Regions from separate parts of the Arachis hypogaea genome. Here region 1 is linked to region 2. Evidence: chromatin contacts called from public Hi-C data. All regions are on one chromosome and are shown on one strand. Each heading gives the region's core, a stretch centred on a gene start, on an enhancer-like site or on the middle of the called end of the contact. The rest is flanking DNA. Distances are from core to core; before and after follow the strand shown. Region 1 holds the start of LOC112758639. Region 2 holds the start of LOC112758622 (linoleate 13S-lipoxygenase 3-1, chloroplastic).

What was found. Hi-C and Micro-C count contacts between places; a contact is called where the count stands out from the background.
Region 1: a Hi-C map of leaf shows a contact between it and region 2, with 2.6 times the contacts expected there. The contact joins the promoter of LOC112758639 here to the promoter of LOC112758622 in region 2. A contact is called at or near these places in 2 of 8 Hi-C or Micro-C datasets (both in leaf).

What each region holds. Positions count from the first base shown.
Region 1 is chr16:25,733,674-25,736,373 of arahy.Tifrunner.gnm2.J5K5, forward strand. LOC112758639 reads right to left here and starts at 1,334. Exons shown (of 5, transcript XM_025807349.3): 1 at 686-1,334; 2 at 1-554. The coding sequence starts at 493.
Region 2 is chr16:25,562,402-25,565,101 of arahy.Tifrunner.gnm2.J5K5, forward strand. LOC112758622 (linoleate 13S-lipoxygenase 3-1, chloroplastic) reads right to left here and starts at 1,451. Exons shown (of 7, transcript XM_025807335.3): 1 at 845-1,451; 2 at 422-705. The coding sequence starts at 1,247.

The sequences.
Region 1 (2,700 bases), core at 84-2,583, 170 kb after region 2:
CACCAGCTTTTTCCTCTTTAATTATTATCTTGTGCCTTGAACTTGGATTCTCTTTGGCATCTAAGTCCAGGGATTTGGGGGCATTAACTCCAATGTTATCAGGAAGTGCTGGACGCTCTGACACTTCTAACATCTGCATCAAATCCTTGGGTTTGCCTTCGAAACTGTGCCGGCCTGGAACTGGTCTAACCCCTACAAGAATTGGGACCGGTGTACCGGCTTCAATTCTATCTACATAAAAGAATTGTCCAAGCTGCAGCTGATTGTTCAAGATAAGCTCATTGTCCTCCTTTGAGAGAGAAACGTAGGTAGAATGAGAAGAGTCAGATACTTTTATGAAGAAACCTTGGTTTGGCCACAATTCCGAGCCTGATAAGGCAGGGACAATGCTGATCACCTGCAGAAGGAAGGAGCGGTGTTCACCGCCAACTTTTACGTTGGAATTCATACTTTGGAGAAGTTTGAGAAGTACTCCCGGTATGAGGGATGCCATTCTTCTTCCCCTTTCTTCTAATTCCTGGCCTGACTGTTTGATATATGGAAGACGAGTATACCTGTCGAATAAAAATTAATTTGATGAAAGTAGAAAAATCTGATTGATTCATTATAGTTTGTGTTAAAACATATGAGAACTAAGCAACAATATGAATTGCTTGGAACTAAAATAAGAAAAGCATTGTATTACCTGGGAGCGTGAGTGAGAGTAGGAGGAGAATAAAAGTAAAAGGGACAATGCAACCTAAGAGGAAAATGGGTGCAGAGTGCAGAGATAACAAGCTAGTTGGTTGGCTTCCAAAACAGAATGGAATGTCCTCTCTCTCAAGTCTCAAGTGCCTTACCTTAACCAACAATGTCCAAAGCTTTGCATGTCAGTCACGTAACCATCAAAGTCTCTTGGCTTCAAAGGGAAGGGACTTATTATTATCATCATTATCATCAAAACTCAAACATTCTGTGAGACTCACAATGACAAATCAGCAACTTTATTATAAATGAAAGAAAGAAAGAAAACTATTTTGGTGGCCGGTGGGGATCAATACGGTCATGTTTCGTTTTTAAGTTAGAGGAAATGTAACCATTAAGTTTAGGTAAGGATATTCTCATGTCAATTTCTTGCGAATAATCATTTGAAGCCATCACCATTCTCCACAGTTGATGGAAGATCGAAATTCAAAATTCGTCGTTTCCTCCTTGCAGATATTTCTTTTCCTAGCTGCATCTTGTAGTTGGAAATTCTTTTCTAAAAATATTTGTTTATTTTATTTTTTATCAAAAGCTACATCTATCTTTATTTATTTGAAAACACCCAGAAAATTAATTATCTATTGTAATCTACAAAAGAGTGTAGTTTGTGTGCTCATAAAATATACATGTACATTTTATATAATAAAATAGTGCCACAAAAGAAAAAGATAATAATCATAATAATAACAATAATAATAACAATAATAATAATAATAATAATAATAATAATACACTCAAACTAGCATCTTTTTGTTAAAAAGAAAAAGCAAAATATATTTTCTGTTCTTAATATTGTTGAAATTCTTTAAAATTATCTTTGATATTTAATTCGATTAACTTTTAATCTCAACGTTTGAAATAATTCTAGTTTTATTTTTATTATTAATTTTGTAGCCAACAATTTATAAATTTAATTTTCTAATGAAAAATACTAAGGGCATCAAAATTTATTATTTTTTGTGATTACTTAGTCATTAATTTAATTCTTTTAATATAGTTTTTTTGTCTATTAATCTAACATATTTTATATTATACTTTTAAGTATTGATGGTTAGACACATTTTATTACAAATTTAAATGTGGCAGATATGAAAAAGTCATCCATCCGCGCGATCCAATCAATAGTTCAAGTCACACACTCCCATAATCCATTTTTTCTTCAAAGAATCCCCCTCAACTATTAACTATTCGTATATGTCAAATAAAAAAATAAGACACTAATTTTGTTAAGTCTTAAGTTGCAGGAAAATATCCAAATACATGTTATTTTTTTTAATAATCCATATTTGTAGCAATGAAATACTTTTGTTCCTCTCCAAAATAAAAAATAATTGATTAGAAATATCTAGGATATATATTCTCTATAAAGGACCAGAGATGCCTTGTTTACGTATCATTGAAAAGTGCATCAATATAAATACAACAGTAAGAAGCGGTAATACAAAAGTATGTAAACTATAAAAACGAGTCAAGGTAGATTGTCCTACATTAACATTTTCTCTTAATAATTCCACAATAAACGACTATTCGGAGTAGGGGTGTTCAAATCCAAACCGATCCAAATTAAACCGCTCATCCAATCCGATCCAAACCGAAAACCGATTAAAACTGCACTAATTCGGATTTGATTGGATTTTATTTTTTGCAAACCGCTGGATTGGATCGGATTTCGGATCTACTTTTCATAACCGATCCAATCCAATCCAAACCGCACAATGTGCTATAATATTATTATTTTATTATTATATTTACAATTATACTTATAACATGTTCAATTTGTTATACATTTTTCTATTATTCATGTATTATTATTATTTAATAAATATTTTATGTTCAAAATATTATTTATTTATTTATTTATTTTAACTAACCTATAATTTTATTTCTATTGTTATGTTATCGTTAGCTTTTTAAGATATTGTTAAAACTTGTTATGTCATTGTTGATTATTTAAAA
Region 2 (2,700 bases), core at 201-2,700:
TATAGTGCTTTTGAAGTCAACATCGCCGTGGCTCATTTTTATTATTTTTAACTTTCTTTAGTTTTATACATAATTAATTTCATTTAGTTATTATATCTATATATATAGAAGTCAAACTCGTTATTGAATGTTGATAGTTTTCCTTAACTAATTATAAATTCTAGAATTATTTAATTTATATATACTCAATAGTCAATATCTATTTAATTGATTTAATTTAATACTCAATATTCATTGCTGGTTACCCAGGAACGAAATACCATTTCTCAAGGTAGATAGATATAAATAAGTTCGCTTGTTTAGAAAGGTTTGAATATTAAATAGAATTGGCGGCCAACAAGTTCAACTAGTTGGTATATATTGAAGAGTTTGACTTTGACATGAACATTTGAAGCTGGATCAAGAAAAAGGATAATCGTACCTTGTTAGAGAAGAAAACCCTCTTTCCAGGATGATCCTTGGTGGTGGGCCTTACCCATGAGTTGCAAGGGAAATGAAGTGGGCCAGAGGCGAACCCCTCGATGGTTATACTTTCCAAGAAGAACTCTCTCTGGTGTTTGTTGCTCACCGTAATCGCACCCGGATCCCCAAAATTGGAGTCCACAATGAATTCAGCAGTGTAAGTAACTCTCTCCGCTTTAACATTCGATTTCTTCGACCAGTCCTTCACCACTGCTTCCTTGCTCTTCTTTGGACCTTTCGTTCCTAAACAACACAACACAGCCCAGAAATTAATTAATTGTTTTCCTAATTAAAGTACTCTGAATTGGCAAGCATGGATGTTAATCATGATTATGAGAGAGGCAGAGAAAACGAACTATTAATTAATTAATCAAATAATTACTTGGATCAATGTCAGTGCTGATGAGCTCCAGGAAAATACATCTTCCTATCATGCTATCAGCGATGGCGTCAACATGCTTGACAACTGTCTCTTGAAAATCCTCTTTGATTTTGTTTCTCACCGTCACTACAGCTCTAACCTTGAACTGCACTGGTTTCTCTTTTTTTGCGTGCAAGGGGGCGGTGGCGGAGGTGGAGGCGGAAAGCGTATTAACCAAATCCTCGCTGACAACTGCTGCAGGAAACTTTGCAGCCTTCGTCAACCTCACAGATCTTGTGTTTTCCTTTCTCATTTCTATGAACTGAAACACTGGTTTTGATTTTGAATTTGTTGAGGAGGAGACAACCCATCGTGAGGACCGCTCTATCAATGAAGAACCCATAATTTCGTTTACAAGTGCCATCTTCTTCTGCGGAGGTAAGTGGAGGTGGAGTTGAGGAAAGCAATTTGTTTTGTTGGATAATATATATAGAGAGAAGCATCACCCATAATGTCATTGTCAGCACCCATGCCACGCGGTGTCTTTCAGAAAAATAATACTTACGAATGGTTGCTTTATGAATCATCCTGTGCTTTTTACCTTTGAATTCCTCTTCTTCTTCTTACTATTATTTTATTTTGATTGCAGACTTCAAAATAATTGGGCTCCCCGGTCAAACCGTGGTTTAAGCTAGTTAACGCCGTCTGTGGGCGGGAAACAAAGGGGAAAACGATTAGTCAATATATATATGGTGACTTGCTTAAACATGATTAATGAATATATATTTGAATTTAAAAAGTAGTTTAAATTTAGTCATTTATATCAATCCAATATTTATAATTGTATTCTCATGTTCTCAAATACAAATTCTATTCTTATAGAATATATTCCCTATTTGAAGCGCCATATCACCTTATTTTATAGTTTGTAATTTCCTAATTAATAAACTATTTTCTTTTGGTATTAAAGTCAATCTTACATTGTATTATTTTTATGATTGACTATATAATTTAATATAATATGATGATGATATGATTGTTTTTATAATAATAATAATAATAATAATAATAATAATAATAATAATAATAATAATAATAATAATAATAATAATAATAATAATAATAGGATTTATTAGTTAATGCGTGCTCTTTCATGTTAAGATTATTATTTTTAAATATTTATTTTAATAAATATCTAACAATATATTAAAAATAGACACAAAATCTTAAAAATATAACTTCTATATTTTTATAAACAAAATTTTAATATATATTTTTAGAACAAATATTAATTGAATGCATAATAATACAAGGTGTGGTTATTAATAAGCAAAAGAAAAAATTTTCATTCAAAAGTCAATCTTATAATATAATAATAAACCATGCTGACTTGAAAGCTAATTGACGTTGAAGGAAGAAAGAGGCAGGAACCAGCAATGCCAAAGGGTGAGGAGATAACGAAAAACCAAACGCTGACCAAGGCAATAGGACCTTTTCAACACTAAGTTTTCTTGCACACTAGAGTTTTCAAAACCTGGAAGGATGGTTTAAATAAAATTTGGCATGTTCTAACATGCCTACCCTTAGAGTGCTTGGAAACTTTTAACTTGAAAAGAGAATTTTATTCGATTCACATTACAAAAAAAAAACATTGACTAATGATAGATTTATTGTCAAATATTAGTATTGAGTTTATAGTCAGATTTACCAATAAATTTGACAATCGTCGAGAAAAAGAATACCGTCGAATTCTATTTTTCGATGATAAATTCGCCGGTAATTTCGCTAATAATATTTAAAAAAAAAAAGTAATTGACGTGTGCATTACTGTCGAATTTACAGGCGGATAAATTCAGCGATAATTTAGGTTAGTGAAA